Linked DNA regions of Rattus norvegicus: region 2 is linked to region 1. The links are chromatin contacts, called in public Hi-C maps. All regions are on one chromosome and are shown on one strand. Each heading gives the region's core, a stretch centred on a gene start, on an enhancer-like site or on the middle of the called end of the contact. The rest is flanking DNA. Distances are from core to core; before and after follow the strand shown. Region 1 has its middle 20 kb from the start of Ankdd1a. Region 2 holds the start of Plekho2 (pleckstrin homology domain containing O2).

Region 1 (7,132 bases), core at 1,671-4,170:
GGCTCGACACAAGAGGAGCCTCCAGGAAGTGTCTTGCCTGTCAGGAGGAAACCGCAGGAAGGAGCTCTATCTTCCTTTTGTGATGACACACATGGGAGGTCGAGGCAAAGGCTCTCTAAGCATTTGAGCTAGCCTAATCTACATGTTGTGTTGTAGGCCATCTAGGACTACATAATGAGGCCCTGTCTAAAGAAAAGGAAAAGAGAAATTCTATGGAAACGTCTGACCCTGAGTTTCTTCACATAGAACTTTACCTAATCTTCAAATCTTCACTAGTACAGCCTGTGGCCCCATTCATCAGACGGTAAACTGAGCCTCAAAAGGAGTGATCATCTGGGTTTTTCCTTCCTTCTTTCCTTTCTTCTTTCCTTCCTTCCTTCTTCCTTTTGGAGACAAAGTCTCAGGTAGCCTAGGCTAGCCTCAAACTTGTTATGTAGCCAAGGATGAACTCCTAATCCTCCTGCCTCAGCCTCCTGAGTACTGGGATTACAGGCCTGGACCACCATACCCAGTTCCAATCTGAACTTGACTGACAGTTTAAAAACAGGCACAGAACTCCTGGAGGAGAAGCCAGTCTCACTGTGTCCCTGGCTACAGGCACTCAGTGTCAGTAAACGAATGGCTGCTGTGGCCTCCGATCATAAATGTTTCCTCAGTGACGACATCGCTTAGCCCATGCCAACAGGAACGTACATCTTTGCTCCCTGTTCCCATCTGAGGAGACCAAGACTAACAAAGGTACCTCCACCAAAATCTTCAACCAGTCGCTTTGTGCCCACCACCACCACCACTCCTCACCCCCTTTTTTGATAGTGGGATAGGCAGTAGAGGGAGGACCCAGGACCCAGAGAGGCACAGGTAGCATAGGATGAAGCAGGTCATCTGGAAATTCTCCAGGTGTTCTCATTTCCAACCTCACATCCCTCTTCCGAACATAGCAACTCATGTCTTTAATCCCAATACTCTGAGATTCAGGCTGAAATAGCAGGATTACCATGAGTTCAAGGCCAGCCTCTGCTGTATGGTGAGTTTTAAGCAAGTTACGGTACAAGGATTAGGGTGGGGACTGTCTTATGTTCTCTCCCCCACAGTGCTAAAATGTCAGCCTCTTTTCTGGCCAACATTTCCCGTTTCCTTTAACTCTTCCTCTTTGGACATTGTTTCATGGTGACTGTGCATGTGTATGAAGAAAAGCATGAGAGGGCTCCGGGCTGTTCTGAAGTGAAGTTAAACAGTGTTGGTGCTTACGGGAAGGGAAGGCTCGTAATGGACCGTTAGCAGCAGGCAGTTGGAGAGCTGTGGATTGCTCATTGGACGGTGATGGTGTCTCAGAGCTGAACCGCACTCCACTAACGTAAGTAACCAGCTCAGCTCCGATGACTAGAAAATGGCCTTTAAGAAAATCAGGACCTGAGCTGCGACAGCCTAGTGCCCAACAGTGCTTCCTAGACTTGCAGAGGACATGAGTTCAGTTCCCAGCATCAGTGCCAGGCGGCTCATCACTGCCTGTTAACCCCAGTTCCAGGGAATCCTACTTCTGGCCCCCAAGGGTGTTGAACTCACATGTCCAATACACAGGCAAACACATACGTGTAATAAAAAATATTTAAGACAATTTTTTTTAATGGGGAAGGGGGGACGGGCTGCTGGAGAGATAGCTCGGTGGCTAAGAAATTGGCTGCTCTTTCAGAGGGTCCAGGTTCTAGTCCCAGGACTCACATGGTAGCTCTCAGCTGTCCACAATGACAGCTCCATTGATCCCACGCCCTCTGCTGACATCTGTGGACACAAGGCATGTATAGTTCACAGACATACATAGAAGCAACACACCCACATGCACAGAGTAAAAATCATTTTAACAAGTCGAGCATGGTAACACACACCTTCAATTCCAACACTCGGGAGGCACCTGGATCTATGTAGTGAGACCCTATCTCAAAAAGAAAAATAAATAAAATAAAATAAAATGTGGTCGTCAAACAATTACTAGTGGGGGCTTTCTTTTTGGAGGGAATTCTAGGGTTCAAACCCAGGATCTTATGCGGTAAGTAAGTTCTCTACCACTGAGCTACATAATCCAAACAAGTTACTGTTTTGAGACAGAGTTTCTCCGTGTAGTCCTGGCTATCCTGGAACTCACTCTGTAGACCAGGCTGGCCCCAGACTCAGAGACCAGCCTGCCTCTGCCTCCCAAGCACTGGGATTGGAGGTGTTCACTACCACTGCTGTTAGGCAGGTTCTTACATATCCCAAACTGGCCTCAAACTCACTATGAGGCTGAGAATTACTTTGAATTCCTAATCCTTTTCCCTTCACTCCCCAAGTGCTTAGATTACAGGCTTGGGCCACCATGGCTGGCTTCTACCGTGTTTTTATGGATTTATTTATTTTTATGGTGGAGGTGGGCATGCAGGATGTGGAGGTCAGAAGACAAGTTGAGGTATTCCATTCTCTCTTTGCACCATGGGAGCAAACCCAGGTTGCAGGCTTAGTGGCAAATGTCTTTACCTGCTGGGCCATCCTGTCAGCCCCATAAATTATTTTATATATAAGTATATCAAATGCAGTGTCTGATTGGGTTTCTACACAAATAAATACCTAGCAAACAGGACATCTCAGGAAATGGGGCCCACGTGCCCAAGCCTGGGCTTTTGCTGTGGTTATGCTGTTTGGCCCCGAGCCAGGTCTTTCCCCATAACCAGAGGCTTCCAGTCGCTCACATACTGAAGCTGCCCATCAGGGGAGTTAACACTTCCAAGCTGCTCATAGTCCCCGCACTGGCCCACCGACCAAGGGATAGTGCGGGCTGTACTACAGAGGGCCAGCCTCCAGCCCATCTCTAGGCCTCCTTCCCCCAGGCCCTCAGCTGCCTGTATCCTGGGAATCCCCTCCCACCACTTCCCCTCTTGACTCATCTCAAGTCACATGAGGAACACATTTGTGAGGCCCTGACTCAGCCAGTGCTAACAGAGTAATGAGCCTCCCTGCTCTCCTAGCTGGGCAACAGAGATGGCATGTTCAGAGCACAGAGGACAGCCGGAGCCTGGAGGAAAGGCTCTTACCCCTCTGGATCCTCCTAGCTGACAAGCTACTTTTGCCTCTTGCCAGACCCCCCCAAGACCACAGGGACCCATGCTGCTCTTTGGCCGAGCTCTGTCCTCCAGAACTTGTCCCTGTCAGCCCTTCCGCTTTCCTACCCAAACCTGCCTGCTATGTCCTCCGTGACAAAGAGAGCAGGAAGACCTACGTTTAAGTTCGGGCTCTGATTAGCGAGTCCTCTGCCTCCCTCGGTGACCTCATTTGTCCCATGGACGTGTCGAAATTGCTACCCTACCTTTCGCTGACGTTAAGAGGACCAAAGTAGTTCAACCACAATGAGGAATCATCTCACACCAGATAGAATGGCTATCACCAAACTAAATAAATAACAAATGAGATGTCAGAAAGGGGAACTCTCATACTCTGTCGGTGGAAATGGAAATTAGTGTAGTCACTATGGAAAGCAGCACGGAAGTTCCTCAAGAACTAAAAACAGAGTCATCATATGATCCGGCTCTCTCACTGCTAGCTACGTATCCAGAGGAAAGGAAGGGTGGAGCGCAACGAGGAGGATTCAGCTGTCCTCCCATGATGCACCTCCATGACGACTGTGTTATTCACAGGATCCAAGGTACAGAATTAACCAGATGTCCTTGGATGGAAGGAGACAGTGAAGTCAGACACATATACACAATCTGACCATTAAAAAAAAAAAATCAATCGTGGTTGGGGATTTAGCTCAGCGGTAGAGCGCTTGCCTGCCTAGAAAGCGCAAGGCCCTGGGTTCAGTCCCCAGCTCCAAAAAACAGAAAAAGAAAAAATAAATAAATAAATGAAGTTCTGTAATCTGTGGCCCCACAGACAGAATTGGAGGCCGTGAGGCCTGGATAGGTGGTTCTGTGGGTAAAGGGCTTACTATGCAAACTTGAGGACCTCTGCTTATCCCCAGTGACCCATGGGGAGAAAAAAGTCATTTGCCGAGGCGTGACCCATATCCCAGTGTTGGTAGATGACGACAAGATCTCCAGGGATCAGCAGTCATCTAGGCTAGCCAATCAGTGAGCTTTGGGGTCAGTTTAAGACCCAGTTAATGTGAAGAATGATAGAAAGGACCCAAAGTGAACCTCTGGCCTACATAAATGCACACACAGACAAGCACACTATGTATACGTATACAAGACATACCTCAAGACATCAGCGAGAAAAGCAAGAGAACTGGGTGAGATCATGTCAAGTGAGACAAGTCAAACATGGAAAGGCAACAGTCACCTGTCTCATATCGAAAGCTAAAACAGTTGGTCTTAGAGCCCTCCAAATAGCTAAGTGCGTAAAGGTCTGATGACAAAAGCCATCCCTAGACCCACATGGAAGGAGATGAGAATTGATTCTCAAAAACTGTCCTCTAACGTCCACACGTACCTCTATCTGAAAACAAACAGAGCAAGACAAAACAGTGATAAAAATAAAATTTTAAAAAGTTGATTTTTAAAGCTGGACAGTGGTGCCCGCCCACCCATCCACACAAATACATAAAGTGTCATTTAAAAATTGATGTTTTCGGATAGGAAAGCTCTAGATAGCCCTGGATGGCTGGGGACTCTCTAGGCAGATCAGATTGACCTTGAACTCATAGAGATCCCCCTGTTGCTGCCTCCTGAGTGCTGGGATTCAAGTGGATGCACTATCTTGTCTGGCCCTAATTTTTTTTAATTGATCTCATGCTGGCGAGATGGACCAGTTCAGGTCACAGAACTTACATGGGATGTGTCACAACTGCAGATAACTCCAGCTCCAAGGGATTGAAGACCTCGGACCTCTACCTGGACATGGACACACACATACACATAACAGTGGTGGTGCATGCCTTTAATCCCAGCAATTGGGAGGCAGACACAGGTAGATCTCTGTGAGTTCAAGGCCAGCCTGGTCTACAGAGTGAGATCCAGAACAGCCAGGGTTACACAGAGAGACCCTATCTGAAAACAAACAAAGCAAAACAAAACAGTAATAAAAATAAAATTTTAAAAAGTTGATTTTTAAAGCTGGACAGTGGTGGCACATGCCTTTAGTCCTAGCACTTCAGAGGCAGAGGTAGGCAGATCTCTGAATTTGAGGCTAGTTCCAGGACAGCCAAGACTACTCAGAAAAACCCTGTTTCAAAAAAACACTTGACTTCCTAGAGGCTGGAGAGATGGCCCAGGACACATAATGCTCTTCCAGGGGACCTGAGTTTGAGTCCCAGCACTCATGTTTGACAACTCACAGCTGTTTTAAGTTCTAGTTTTAGGGGCTCTGACACATTCTTCCAGACTGTGTGGGTGTCTATCCACACAGACATAAACACATACATATACGTTAAAAATACACACTCATACGTTAAAAATCATAAGAGAACCTCAGCATTGTGCACAATAAGAGAATGTGTCAGTATTTCAGGGTTCTACATTTTATCTGTAAAATGTGACTTTTTTTTATCACAACAAAAGTAAATTGTTGCTTTGTAAAACACACACACACACACACACACACACACACACACACACACACACCCAAACCAGTTGATAAGATTCTCAGAGCTGGGAAAAGAAAAGTCAGAGATGATGGTTAGCCATATAAAAGTACTTAGAGGCAGTATTACAGAGAAGTAGTGATAAAAACTGCATGGTATTGGTACAGAGACAGGCAGATAGACCAGTGGAATAGAATTGAAGACCCAGAAATGAACCCACACACCTATGGTCACTTGATTTTTGACAAAGGAGCCAAAACCATCCAATGGAAAAAAGATAGCATTTTCAACAAATGGTGCTGGTTCAACTGGAGGTCAGTATGTAGAAGAATGCAAATCGATCCATTCTTATCGCCCTGTACAAAGCTTAAGTCCAAGTGGATCAAGGACCTCCACATCAAACCAGATACACTCAAACTAATAGAAGAAAAAGTGGGGAAGTCTCGAACACATGGGCACTAGAGAAAATTTCCTGAACAGAACACCAATGGCTTATGCTCTAAGATCAAGAATCAACAAATGGGACCTCATAAAGCTGCAAAGCTTCTGTAAGGCAAAAGACACTGTCACTAGGACAAAACAGCAACCAACAGATTGGGAAAAGATCTTTACCAATCTTATAACTACTAGAGGGTTAATATCCCAAATATACAAAGAACTCAAGAAGTTAGACTCCAGAGAGCCAAATATTATAAACTGGGGTACAAAGTTAAACAAAGAATTCTCAGCTGAGAAATATCGAATGAATGGCTGAGAAGCACCTAAAGAAATGTTCAGCATCCTTAGTCATAAGGGAAATACAAATCAAAACAACCCTGAGATTCCACCTCACACCAGTCAGAATGGCGAAGATCAAAAACTCAGGTGACAGCAGATGCTGGCGAGGATGTGGAGAAAGAGGAACACTCCTCCATTGTTGGTGGTATAACCACTCTGGTAATCAGTCTGGAGGTTCCTCAGAAAATTGGACATGGTACTCCCTGAGGACCCAGCTATACCTCTCCTGGGCATATACAAAATGCTCCAACATATAGCAAAGACATATGCTCCACTATGTTCATAGCAGCCTTATTTATAATAGCCAGAAGCTGGAAAGATCCCAGATGCCCTTCAACAGAGGAATGGATACAGAAAATGTGGTACATCTACACAATGGAATATTACTCAGCTATCAAGAACAATGACTTCATGAAATTCATAGGCAAATGGAATGAACTAGAAAATATCATCCTGAGTGAGGTAACCCAATCACAGAAAAACACACATGGTATGCACTCATTGATAAGTGGGTATTAGCCCAAATGCTTGAATTACCCTAGATGCACAGAACACATGAAACTCAAGAAGGACCAAAATGCGGATGCTTCACTCCTTCTTTAAAAGGGGAACAAAAATATCCATAGGAGGGGACAGGGAGGCAAAGTTTAGAGCAGAAACTGAAGGAATGGCCATTCAGAGCCTGCCCCACATGTGGCCCATACATATACAGCCACCAAAACTCATAAGATGGATGAAGCTAAGAAGTGCAGGCTGACAGGAACCAGATGTAGATCTCTCCTGAGAGACACAGCCAGAACATGTCAA
Region 2 (7,132 bases), core at 3,191-5,690, 42 kb after region 1:
TCTCAGTTTGCTCACTGGGTGATGGAGATGCTAACAGTTCCTGTAAGGAATAGGGATCCATCTTGCTTCTCTGCCTTTTGACTACAATCAAGTATATATAGGGCTCCCTGAGGGTGGGGGGTTTTGTTGTGAACTGCTGTCCCACGGCCTAGACTGTGCCTGGCACACCGGCAAGGACTTGATCCATGCTTGTTACTAAATGAGGACAAGGCGTGTGAGCAGTTCCTAGGATACCTTGAGCTTGGTAATTGGCAGCTGTCACTCCTGTTACTGCTGTCACTGCCTGTTACTGCCCGCCCTCCTTGGAGTCTCAGGGACCTTCTCTCCAGATCTGGCGGTTCTCAGTTTAGATGGAGAGCAGCCGAGCTAGAGCTGCTGGCCTCAGATCTCCAGGAACGTGGAATGTCTCTTCTAATCTTCGCTCTAACTTGTGGATGACGAGAGAAATGGGGAAGTGGGCTGGTTCCAAATGACCTTCCTGGATGCAGGAATGAGGAAGTGAGGATGCAGGACAGTTAGAGCTACCCTACCAGGGGAAGAGGGAAGGGACTTCAGGGCTCTTTGACAGGAACACGGTAGTTCTCTCATTTAGTCATAGACCCAATTGCCTCTCCCTAGAGATAGGGATGTGCTAGGCTCCCAGAGGCTATGAGATGCCCAGGAACCTAATCTCTCAGCAACCCGGGCAGGCTATCACAGGGTCCAGGACTGGAAGGGGAAAACTATGGAATAGGAGCCTTTATGCCCATACACAAACACTTCTACCAGCAACACCAGCAATGCCAGCACGGCTGGTCACCTCCTAAGCCCTCAGTTCTCAGGTCTCCTGAACAAAGCTGCTGCTCACGGTTCCCACCTCTAAGCTCCAAGTTCCTCTTCTGATTCCAAGGAGTCCAACCCCCCACCCCGTAGTTTTAAAAGGACCTCATATCCCTAAGATCTCCCCTACCTGCCACTTCCACTGCCTGACATGCAAAACATTACATCAGCTGGAAGCTCTAGGGGCCACAGCTGGGACATAGGCCTTGATTGCTGTCACCTTCAAACTCTAGGAATGCACCACAGGGCCTAGTGAAGCTAGGGAAGCTAGTCTAAGGTCTGCATGGATGGGTGGAACCAGGAAGGGACTGGGCAGGAGGGCACTGCAGAAGATGGAAAGCAAGACCTAGCTATCCTATGGGAGGCCTGGCTAAACGCCAGCGTCCTCCTTGCCTCCACTCTCCTCCACCCAACTCAGCCTCCACCCCTTAGACCTCCTCCCACCAGGGGTCTGGCTACACCCCAGTAAGTTTTAACAAGGCACCCCTCCCCTTGGCAGGGTTCACAGGGGAGGTTTTGTCTTGCTCAGCCCAGTTTCTCCAGCTCCTCTCTTCTTATTGACCAGCTGACCACTGTTTCTGTTCCCCTCCCAGTCATCCTCAGCGAGCCTTCTCCAGCCTACCTCAGGGCAAGCAGCTCCTGAAGTACCCAATGGCATCAGCCTGGCTCTGTAGGCCTGACACAGGAGTGTCTCGGGGCTGTTCTTTTAAAAAGCAAGGGGGAAAGGAGACAGGTCATGCTGACCTTGTGTAGGAAATGATTAGATGAAAAGCTACAACAGAGTTACAACAGACAGAAGCCAACAGAAGCCAACTCTCTGAGTTCAAGGCCAGTGTGGTCTATATGGGGAGTACTAGGCCACCAGCCTGGACTATATAGTGAGACTTGATCTCAGATAAAAAAAAAAAAAAATACAGAGAGAAGAAATAATTCAGGTCCTGCCTCAAGGGATCTTCCAGGCTAATGAAGACAGAAAGAACAAAGTCTGCCTGTGAGAAGCTTCAGAGGGCTAGGTGGCTATTCCCCACTTGAGGGGGCTCTTGTCTGTTGGGAAGTTCATGGTTCTGACCCTGAAGAATTCCCTCATCCTAGCTTTCTGCTGGGGCAAGGGCCTGGGGTTGGTGAAGAAGCTCTTTAGGAAGGTAGGTGTTTGTGGAGAACTAAAGGCAAAAACAGACCAAAGACTTCCTATTCCCATGAGAGCTGGCTCAGATTTAGGCGCACTAGCTACTCTTCCAGAGGACCTGGGTTCAATTTCTGGCACCTACACAGCAGCTCACAAACATGGTTAACTCCAGTTCCAGGCTATTTGATGCCCTCTTCTAGTCTCCACAGGCAAGTGGTTCACAGACACGGATACAGGCAAAACACCCATGCATATAAAAAAATAAAAAAAAAAAAGACTTCACATTCTTAACTCCTTTACTACAGAAAGAAAAGGCACAACAGAAAGAACAAGAATTTAGCCCACTGCCGTGCCTGTCTCAGTAAAGGTGAGGAGGACAGTAGGCAGTCTAGTCAAGGAAAGGCATGGCTTTGAGAGGGCAATGAGGCAGAGCTAAGGTTTCCAACCTTACTCCACAGGCAGCAGTAACACCTCCATTGATGTGTTTGGTTTTCAGAACTTTTGTATACACATTATCAAATTTCTAGATTCCCCTTCTCATTTTAGAACTGGAAAATGAGGATCAGAAAACACAGATAGGCAGATGCTCGAACCCAAACTAGCTCTTCTCAAAGCCCGACAGGGACCACCATCCTACATCCTATACAGAGGCTAAGGGAGGCTGGCCCCGGGGTGGCTGGCATCCAGGAAGTGCAAAGGAGGAAGGCTGAAGACAATTACGTGAAAGGGAGATGAGGTAGCCTGAGGTCAAGGGCAGATAAGTGACCATAATTAAGATGTGTTTTAGAGACGGATGGACACAGAGGCACAGGCGAACACGGGAACTCTATAAGCAGGAAGCAACAAGAGTCAGAGGTATCAAAGAGAAGACCGGCACAGAGAGCCCCTGACTGTGTGGGTGAGACCTGGGAGTTCCAGGGAGGAAGTAACATGGACAAGATTCTAATGACCCAGATACTTTTGGTGTCTGGGAGTCACAAAGTAGCCATGTTAGAGATTAGGGAGCAGAGGGAGTACAGGGCTGCCTTCACTGAGCCCAGGAAGCCCCAGGAGAACTTCCTATAACTGGGGACCAGAGCAGATCAGGAGCTGGAGTAATCCTGATCCACATCCTCTGGGAGCACGGGGAGGGGCCATGGACAGAGAGCACAGCCATTGCAGGAGTGGAACTGAGGGCAGGCAGCCGCCCCACCCGTGACAGCAAGAAAAGAAACCAAGGCAAAACATAGTGGCCTGACTTTGCCCCCTACCTATACCCACTCTGGGTGCAGGGACCACAATGAGGTCTAGGGGAGGAGGCTAGGCCCTGTGTTTTATAGAAGAGGAAACACAGGCTGAGAGGGGAAGTGACTTATCTACCACCCCACAGAAACTCAGGGTCTAGCCTAGAGAGAACGGACAGCCTTGCAGTGGCTCCAGGAAATACGCATGTGAACACTGACAGGAATAAGAATGGCTGACCTCACTGAAGGCTCCCCAGCTGGTCTGGGTGGCTCCAGGAGGGAAGGCTTCATCTTTCTTCCCCACCCTTCATGGGATAAGAACGTCTTCTTTCTACTCATGCAGTAAGTGACTGCTGTATACTGGATCCTTGGATAATCAGAATGCTGCCAGAATTTAGTTTGTATGCAGGGGGCAGAGGAGGCTCAAGGGGCGTTGCTGATCCAGCCCTTGCTACTGGGAGACTCAGTTGACCTGACCCTTCAACTAACATCCTCGAATAGACACAGTTCAAGAGCACCGGGGACTCTGAGATATATACACAAGGAAGACAAAAGCAATTTCTTCGTTCCTGCCACCAGGCTCCGTTACAATCTCAGATTCCTTGAGACAGTGGCCCAGGACCCTGAAAAACTTCCCTTCCCTAACACACCCCTCAGAAGCAGACCTGGCCGAAGCAGGCAAAGAAAGCCAAGAAAGGGTGTAACGGGATTCAGGCACAGCAACCCAGTCTACTTTCAGCAAGTCACCCAACTCTCCAGAGCCTCAGTCTCCCCATCAATCCAATGGGAACCATGACAGGCACTGTTTCCAGTTGGTGAGAAAAACTGAGGATGCTGTTGGCGAGATGCAGACGAGACCTCCAACCCGTCCCTACCCCATCGGTCCAGGTTCTGCTTGAAGGAAGGGAAGGACTGTGCAGAGAGACCCGTGGAAGTAGGGCGGGCAGGATCTGAGCCCAGCACTCTTGTTCCGTCTGGCCCAACCCTCGCCCTCACCTCTTCCTCCATGGCGAGTTTGTGAGGTCCGGCGGCTTCGCCGCTTACTGCTGCCCGCGTTGCGCGGGCTCCGCTTGCTCCATCTACGCGCAGCCGGGCGGCGGCTTGCTGTCTTCTGTCCCGCCGGGCGCCCGGGGCCCAAGAAACTTCGGGGGCGGGGCTGGGACCGGGGAGGGGCTTCCGGGGGCTGGGGGCGGGGCCGGGGAGGGGAGCAGCGGCCTCCAAGCCCCCGCCCGCAGTTCGGTAAGGAGCGTGGCCGGGTGGGGGTGCAGGGGCGGGGCCGGGGTGGATCCTGGGCGGGGCGGGTCTTGAGCTCCGGGAATGGACGGAAGAACCTGGGCGGAGCTGAATTAGCAGGAAGAGGGCGGAGAGAGGTTTCCCGGACCAAAGCAGGGAGAGGGACTGGGAGGGGGTAGAGACTAGGGAGGTGGGGGATACGGAGAGGGAGGGGGCTTCCGGCCCAGAGGCTGAGCAGAGGGATGCTGGCGGGGTGGGGTAGGGCGGGGGCGGGGCGGGGGCGCGGCTGACCAAGCAAGCCCGGGAGGCGGTGGGTAGCTGATGCCTTTGAGGTTGCCTAACTCAGTGGGCCTGGATCTGGCTGCCAGGGCAGTTCAGAAATGAGTGCACAAAGAGGTTCGTCCTCTTTCTTTCCCCAGGTCGGAATAGTGGCGATGGTCTTTGGTCTGTGGAACTTCAGGGAGGGGCTGAGCCATGAGCTTGGAATGTATGACCAGAATCAGACTCTGGACTCGGTTCCTTTATAGAGGGTCTGATTTTGGCTCTCCTTTCCCTCGTTCAACCCCTCTCTGGTTCTCATGTTATGAGCCGACTCCATCACCCTAACTCCTTTCGGCCCTGACCATGTTGCTGGAGAGTGGAGAAAGCCTTTAAGGTCTACCATGTACTTTTCATTTTTATTTTGGAGAAACAGGCTCGGAGGGTTGGCTGTCGCATCCTAACCTCCAGCACCATACACGCATGCACACGCACGACCTTTCCTAGGCAGGTGTGCTGCATGGCACAGCACCCAGAATTTTGTGCTTGTGGGATGGATTAATGAGGACCTGTTTTGACTCTGGCTGTCATAGCCTCAGCTACTCCAGTTGACCAAACTTCTCTTTCACTGCCCTCTGCTGGCCTTTGGGCTCCTGAGTCCTTTTCAGTTCAACATGGAAAAGGGTGGAACACACTGCCCCTCGTGCCTGGACCAGGTCCTTACACCTAAAGGGTGGAGAGGGGTTGTGAGATGGCCTATTGGTTAGGAACACTGGCTGCTCTTCCAGAGGACCCGGCTTTGATTCTCAGCACCCACATCGTGGCTCACGACTGTGTGTAACTCCAGTGGTGCATGGACATACCTGCAGGAAAAACACTCATACACATAAAATAATTCATTTTTTGAAGGATATAGAAAACAATGTGCCAGGGCCACAAGGTTGCATAAGTTTCCTCCAAGATTTCAATCCTGCTTAGATTTCCTTGGACAGGAAGATGAACGACCCAAAATAAAATTCCACTTGTACCACATCTTTAATCTGAGAGCTCAGGAGGCAAAGGCAGGAAGATTTCTGAGTTTGAGGCCAGCCTGGTCTATAGATTGAGTTCCAGGACAGCCAGGGATACTCAGAGAAACCCTGTCTCTAAAAACCAACCAAACAACCAAACCACCAAACCACCAAGCAAACAAACCCCATTTCTTGCTGTTTGGAGAATGGTTTATAATGAGAGTAGAAGCCAGGACTCCAGGTAACTAGTTGTCCATTGCTGTGATTTAGGGTAGAGGTGTGTCATGGTTTGAATTTGCTTGGCCCAGGGAGTGGCACTATGTGAGGTGTGGCCTTGTGGGAGTAGGTGTGTCTCTGTGGGCGTGGGCTTTAAGACCCTCATCCTAGCTGCCTGGATGTCAGTAGTCTGCTAGCAGCTTTCAGATGAAGATGTAGAACTCTCAGCTCGTCCTGCACCCACCGTGCCTGACTGGATGCTGCTGCCATGTTCCTGCTTTGATGATGCTGGACTGAAACTCTGAACTTGCAAGCCAGCCCCAATTAAATGTTGTCCTTATAAATGTTGTAACACCTTGGTCCTGGTGTCTGTTCACAGCAGTAAAACCCTAACTAAGACAAGGTGACAGAATGCTAACCAGGGGGTATGGCATGAGAATGGAGGACATTAATACACTCTATAGGTTTTGGAAGACGATAAAAGTTTTAGCAGTAGGTGAGGAGGGAATCAAAGGTAGGATGTAGGTATTCAACTGGACCCGTAAATGGCGGGGGCAGCAGAGAGAAGGTGAGGGAGGGAGAGGGGGGAGTGAGCAGCAAGCAAGGTAAGGAAACGGTTTGAGGTGAGGTCCTACTGTTTGGGAGTGTTTATGTGTGGGGGTGTGGGTGTCACATTGTGGCCTGGCTGGCTTCTACCTCAGCGTGAGGAAGTTTGGAGATGAGAGGCCTGACTTGTGTTCTGGAAGCTAGGAAATCATAAAACCTTTCCTCCTTCATCTCTTCTAACCACACTTTCTTTGCAAGAATCAGATTGCAGAAGAAGGAAGGCAAAAGCTTGGGGAGAGAGGATCCTAAGGTGGAGAGGCGTGGCTCCCTTTAGTAACACATGATTCCGCCCTTTGCTATAAAGTTACAGTTACTTCTTTAGAATGCACTGGGGCCTTTCAGGAGGAGAGAACGGGTCAGACCAGGAAAGAGTTCTACAAGAGAAAATTTTTATAAGAAACCCTTCCCTCCAAATGTCTGCCTCCAATCTGGGATTTGGATTTAGAAAAAGAAGTTCAAAAGCAGCTTTAAAGCGGCAGCAGCAAGCAGAGAATTGCGTATGCACACAACCCGGCAGCAAAAAAAGGAAGTTGGATGGCAGATGTGGGGACTCACTCTGGCTCCGCCCCTCTGCATCTGCCAATCGAAATGAAAGAACGCCAGAGGTAGGGCGCCGGGCAGGACGGCAAAATCCAAGAAAC

Evidence for each region. Hi-C and Micro-C count contacts between places; a contact is called where the count stands out from the background.
Region 2: a contact with region 1 is called in a Hi-C map of the A7r5 cell line, with 2.4 times the contacts expected there. The contact joins the promoter of Plekho2 here to the enhancer-like site in region 1. A contact is called at or near these places in 11 of 12 Hi-C or Micro-C datasets (the A7r5 cell line, the Rat2 cell line, frontal cortex and 6 more) and 1 of 1 datasets of contacts at active chromatin or transcription factors (oligodendrocytes).

What each region holds. Positions count from the first base shown.
Region 1 is chr8:74,955,316-74,962,447 of GRCr8, forward strand. No RefSeq gene overlaps it. Among named protein-coding and RNA genes, the nearest start is that of Ankdd1a, 20 kb to the left of the region's middle. Within about 2 kb of position 2,921, at least 32 of the 93 cell types and tissues checked have an H3K27ac peak or open chromatin away from gene starts, as enhancers often do. A contact at or near this core is called in the A7r5 cell line and liver, where this site is marked.
Region 2 is chr8:74,996,092-75,003,223 of GRCr8, forward strand. It overlaps Plekho2 (pleckstrin homology domain containing O2), which reads right to left and starts at 4,441. Exons shown (of 6, transcript XM_236354.8): 1 at 4,165-4,441. The coding sequence starts at 4,176.